Linked DNA regions of Sus scrofa: region 1 is linked to region 2. Evidence: chromatin contacts called from public HiChIP or PLAC-seq data. All regions are on one chromosome and are shown on one strand. The core of a region is the stretch at or near the end of the contact, and the rest is flanking DNA. Distances in the headings are between cores, read along the strand shown.

Evidence for each region. HiChIP or PLAC-seq counts read pairs in DNA pulled down with a chosen protein or histone mark.
Region 1: an H3K27ac HiChIP or PLAC-seq map of skeletal muscle shows a contact between it and region 2. The contact joins the promoter of SLC4A3 here to the promoter of INHA in region 2. A contact is called at or near these places in 3 of 5 promoter capture datasets (fetal liver, fetal skeletal muscle and liver), 15 of 47 Hi-C or Micro-C datasets (alveolar macrophages, brain, embryonic fibroblasts and 7 more) and 1 of 2 datasets of contacts at active chromatin or transcription factors (skeletal muscle).

Annotation. Positions count from the first base shown.
Region 1 is chr15:121,628,109-121,631,086 of Sscrofa11.1, forward strand. It overlaps SLC4A3 (anion exchange protein 3), which reads left to right and starts at 1,686. Exons shown (of 25, transcript XM_021075196.1): 1 at 1,686-1,937; 2 at 2,115-2,257; 3 at 2,581-2,746. The coding sequence starts at 2,620.
Region 2 is chr15:121,580,696-121,583,419 of Sscrofa11.1, forward strand. INHA (inhibin alpha subunit) reads left to right here and starts at 1,282. Exons shown (of 2, transcript NM_214189.1): 1 at 1,282-1,610. The coding sequence starts at 1,349. It overlaps OBSL1 (obscurin-like protein 1), which reads right to left and starts at 619. Exons shown (of 20, transcript XM_021076303.1): 1 at 1-619. The coding sequence starts at 336.

The DNA of each region.
Region 1 (2,978 bases), core at 436-2,935, 48 kb after region 2:
TAGGTGTGGTTGGGATCCTCAATTTGGCTGGAAGACTTCCTGCCCTTTGAGATATAAACCAGCCTCCACTTATTTCGTGCGTGTACATTTCATCATTTTTCAAACTGCAAGTTACCTGAGCCTTTCTGGTGGCTTCTCTTTGATTCGTAGTGATATGAAAAGGAACAATATTTCTCGAGCACTGACTGTGTGCCAGATACTCTTCCAAGTGCTTCACACAGATGAACTCTTGTCATCCTCTCAATAACCCTGCTATTGTTGCCATTTTGCAGATGGGGAATCTGAGGCTCATAGAGAGTAAATAACTTGTTCAAGGTCATGCAGTTATCAATGGCAGAGCTGGGCTATGTGCTTGCACTGCCTGATCACGCCCCTGTATGGCTTCTATAGTAGCAAAGATGCAGTCTCCTTAAAAAGTTCACCTGGGAAGTGAGGCGTATGTTTCAGCCTGTGCTCATGGCAGGGAAGGTTTCACAGCAGTGGGCAGGCAACCAAGGTGGGGGGGTGGGGGGGGTCCCTGTAGCACATGCAGATAAACATTAGACATGAAGCCAGAAGCCCTTGGGTTTGATTCTCAGCCATGCCGCCTTCCCACAAGCCTTGGACATTGGGCAAGTCATTTAAACTTTCGGAACCTTGTTTTTCTCACCTGTCAAATATGATCAAGATGCTCTATGCCGAGGAGGGCTGTTGTGTGCTCATGAGAATACAAATATCCGAGGGGTTTGTATCTAAATTTAAGGTAATGAAATGATTGTGGTTGTTAATTCTAGGATTCAAGGATGGAGACGGTGAGAAATGATGTAGTCATAAGAGAGGCAAAGAAAAATGTGCCTTTGGGTTGAGCTGAGACCCAGGTGAGGGCAGGGCCGGGAGAGGGTAAATTACATTTCCAAGGTCACAGGGTTAAACCTCTTCCCCCACACAGAGTCCATCACCCTGTGCCTGGGGCAGGCTTGGTTTCCCTCTCCTGGGCCTGGCCAGTTCCACCCTCCCTGTCTTCAGCTGCATCCTGGGTTCTCCCCCCACATCCTCCTAAGTTCGCCTAAGGATTCAGGGACGTGGCTTCAACAAATATCATGGAGGGACTGTTAGGGACACGGCATTGTGCTAGGTGTCCGGTTTCAGCCAGACCCCAGAGGGTCAAACTGGGATTCAGTCCTTCCTTTCAAAGACCTTTCCGCTTGGAAAAGGGGCTGTGACCTCAGGGAGTGGAAGAGGGAGAGAGGGGGTCTGGAAACTGAGCCACAGAATCCTACAGCTCGACGGAACTTTCGAACACTCCGATGCCCAGGCCCCGCTGGCTACGAAGGGGAAACCGAGGCCCAGGGAGGGGAGGTAACTGCCAAGGTCAAACGTTGGGCGGTGCCTAGTGGCAGAAGGCCGGCATCTGGGGCTCTGTCGGGATCGACAGAACAGGTGGTGGGTGCTTCCCCGGCTCTGCGAAGCTCAGTTTCCGACGTTGGAGGGGCTGGCGTCTGCGGAGGGGTCGCTTCCAGGGCTCTTGCAGGGAGAGGAGGCGAAAAGCAAGGTGGTGCGTGAATCTCGGGATTGTGGGCGTGGGGAGCGGCGCCCCCGCCCCCGGCAACGCGTGGGGTGCGGGAGAAGGGGCTGGGGGAGCAGGTGGGGTCCTGCGGGGGCCCGCGCGTGGGGGCCGGGCCGGCGGGTGCGGGGTGAGTCACCGCCCGCCCGCTCCCATTGTGCGGCCCCGCGGCGGCGGCGGCGGCGGCGGCGGCGGAGCTGCAGAGCTGAGCGCGAGGAGGTGGAGCCGCGGGGCTGCGGGCTCCGGCGCCTGCGTCCGCCCGGCCCGCCAGGCTCTCCGCGGCCGCGGGCGCCTCCCGGCCGTCCACCCTGCGCGGCGACAGGCCCCGGAGCGAGCGCAGGAGGGAGATGGGGCGCGGCGGCCGGCCCGGGCCCGGCAGGCCCGGAGCCCAGAGGTACCGCAGGGCGGGGCGGCGCGCGGCGGCCCGGGCTGGGCCCTGGGTGTTTCGGGCGTAGCGGGGCCTCTAAGGGTGCTCGGGCGGGCTGGAGGGGCATCGGGCATCGGGCATCGGGCTCCGGGGAGGGGGTGGGGGCGGCGGCGCGAGGCTTCTGACCCCGCCTTCCCTCTCCAGGGTTTCCCACTAGGTCCCCGCAGCGCCCCCTTCTTCTCACCCGGGCCACGGGTCGTTCAGTGAGTCAGAGCCTTCCAAGCCACCTCTCCGGACATGGCCAACGGAGTGATCCCGCCGCCCGGGGGCGCCTCCCCCTACCCCAGGTGACTGAGGCTCGCAGGGTCGGAGGAGGGGGAGGGACCTCAAGGAGGAAGCGGGGCGGGGTGGGGGGGGTGTCTTCTGATCAGTCCTGGGACCCCAGACACAGGGATGGAGCTAGGCTTGGGATATGGGGAAAGAGGGGGTCTTACAGGTTATTTTTCGGAGCTGTTGCCCCTTCTCTTCCTGGGAAACCCAAGAAGCCTGGGAGGTTGACCCCTTCTTGGGCCACAGGGAATGGAAGATGGAATCTGCCGGGGCTTGAATTGGGGTGGGTGTGGGGTGATCATGGGTCAAGGGTGCTTAGGAAAGCTGTCTGAGTCTGCAGGTCCGGGTGCCCTTGGAGGAGCCCCCTCTGAGTCCAGACATGGAGGAGGAGGATGATGACTTGGGGAAGACCTTGGCCGTGAGCAGGTTTGGGGACCTCATCAGCAAGCCTCCGGCCTGGGACCCTGAGAAGCCCAGCCGCAGCTACAGCGAGCGGGACTTTGAGTGTGGGTAGCCTGGGGACCCCTAGCGTGGCCGCCTCACCACCATCATCTTCATTGCCACCATCACCGTGCTCACCACTGGCTTGGTCACCCGGTGCCATCTTATGCTGGACGCTGTGCTGGACGCTGTGCTGGGCCACCATGCCATGTTAAGTCATCCTGCCTCACTCACCCATCACCTGTCTGCCTGTCAGGGGAGCGGGGGCCCGAGACACAGGGGAGAGGTAGGGAGATG
Region 2 (2,724 bases), core at 32-2,531:
CTGGGGCTCGGGCTCGGGAGCCGGCGGCTCCAGCACGGTGACGGCAGCCGCTGCATAGGCCTCTCCAGCCGCGTTGCGGGCGCGGCACACGTAAACCCCCGCGTCGGTGGGCAGCGCGCCGCTCAGCAGCAGGCCGTGCTCGGCGCCGTCCGCCGGGAAGCTCAGGCGCTCCGAGGCCGCCAGGGGCTGCCCGCCCTTCTCCCACACGACAGTGGGCGGCGGCTCCCCCAGCACCACGCACTTGAGCTCGGCCTCCGCGCCGCTTAGCACCCGCACGGGCCGCGGGAAGCGCAGGAAGCACGGGGGGCTCCCCTGATCCCCCGAGCCCGCCTTCATCGCGGCCGCGGGAGCCCGGGAGGCGGGGCTCGCCTGGGACCGGGTGACGGGGCCCGCGGAACTCTCCCCTGGCCGCCCGCTCCCGGCTCGTCTCCTTACCCTCGGCCGGGAGCTGCGGCTCTGCGGTGGCGGCGATTCCCGGGCCGGGGACCCAGGGCTCAGGGGGCAGTCCTTCCTGTTTGCCTCTCCAGCGAGGGGCCCCGCAGCCTCCTTTGCCTGCGGCCTGGCTTCCTGCTCCGGAGAGCCAGTCTTCCCAGTCCCCTCCCACAGCCAGGGCCCCTTCCCCTCCTCCCTCCCACCTCCAGCCGCCAGGTCCCCAACCGCCCGCCAGGCTTGGGCCTGAGTGGCAGAGGCGCCTGCAGCTGCCAATCCCAAAAATATTCTCTGATGACACAGCTGGAGGACAAGAGCCCAGACAGGCTCCTCCAGGCTAAGTATAGAGCAGGGGGGACCACCTGCCCCCCACCCTACCCCCAGTTCTAGCTCATGCCCCAGCCCTTCCCCCCAGGACTGGCCCAGCAGCTGCTTGGTTGAAAGGAGACCCTGAAGGTCCGAGGGCCTGGCTTGTCCTGTCTTCCTGACAAATAACTTTGTTAGGAATTGGCAGACCCCAGCTTCCAGACTCCTGTCCCACCTGATGTCACCTCTGTGCTGGATGCTGGGTTGTAACTTTGTGTGTGTGTTGGGGGGGGGGGCAGGGAGTTGTGTGTGTGGGTCAGGTCACTCGGGGTGAAAAGCCTCACCCGCCCCCCCCACCCCCACATTCCTGGCGGGAGTGGGAGATAAGGCTCAGGGCCACAGACATCTGCGTCAGAGATAGGAGGTCTCAATGCCATGGGCAGGGGCAACTCGGACTGCAGGGCGTGGGAAGGGCTGGGAAGACTGGGGTGAGAAAGGTAGAAGAGGGCGGCTGGTGGGATGGGGAGGGGAGATTGGGGAGGCCCTGGGCAGACCCTGACAGAAGGGGCACAGGGCTGGGTGTGGGTTCACCGTTGGCAGGGCCAGGTGAGCTATGTGGCCTCAGCTGCTCCTCTTGCTGTTGGCCCCACGGAGTGGGCATGGCTGCCAGGGCCCGGAGCTGGACCGGGAGCTTGTCCTGGCCAAGGTGAGGGCTCTGTTCCTGGATGCCTTGGGACCCCCGGCAGTGACTGGGGAAGGTGGGGATCCTGGAGTCAGGCGTCTGCCCCGAAGACATGCTGTGGGGGGCTTCATGCGCAGGGGCTCTGAGCCCGAGGAGGAGGATGTCTCCCAGGCCATCCTTTTCCCGGCTACAGGTAATGAGGGTGGGGAACTGGCACCTTGACTTTGAGAAACAGTGTGGCATACCATGGGCTTGGGAGCCAGGCCTGTCTGGATTTGAATCCCAGACCTGCCACTCAACTGGCTTTGTAACCATGGACCAGTTACTGAACCTTGCTGAGCCTCTGTCTCCTCTTCTGTAAGATGGGCGGTAATGCCTACCTCTCAGGGTGGAGTGAGATGGGGCATCTAGAGTGTGTGGCTCATCGGGGGCATGTGGGAGACAGTGGATTGGGTGGCCAAGAGTCTCTAGAAGGAGATATCTGGGTGTGGGCCCCTTCCTGCCATCTTTCCTTCTATCTTTGCTTTTGCTCCCCACTCCAAACACTGTTTCTTTAGCCCCAAGTAACTGAGACTTGAGAAGGTATCTAGAATGCAGGAGGAAGATTAGTTGGGAAGCTTGGGAGTTTCCTTCTCACCTCCCTGTGTTCCACTGACTCAATGAGTAAAGCCCCCCTTTGGCTAGACTTTCTTGTTTATTTACTTATTTATTTTTGTCTTTTTAGGGCTGCACCTGCACTTGTGGCATATGTAGGTTCCCAGGCTAGGGGTCGAATCAGAGCTGTAGCCTCTGGCCTATGCCACGGCCACAGCAATGCAGAATCTGAGCAGCGTCTGTGACCTACACCAGAGCTCACGGCAACGCCGGATCCTTAATCCACTGAGCGAGGCCAGTATCAAACCTGTGTCCTCATCGATGCTAGTCAGGCTGAGCCATAGTGGGAACTCCTGGATAGACTCTCTCATAATCTGGTCCACTTTTCTCTCAGAGAGGATTCCCTTCCTCCCTGCGCTTCTGACACCCGTGAGGCACAGTGAGTGAAAGTGCGGCTTTAGGGGGTCAGGCAGAATCCCAGCCTGGCCACGTAGTGGTTAAGTGGCACTTCGTCTTTTTAACCCTCAGTTTTCTTATCTGCAAAATGGATCAATTATTGTGAGGTTTATTTTATTTGTGTTTTGTTTGGAATTTAAATCCGAGTTATTACTTATTTTTGAGGGATTGACTTTATTTTTTATTTTTTAAAATTACAGTTGATTTACAATGTCCTATCAATTTCCGCTGTACAGCAAAGTGACCCAGATTTAAAA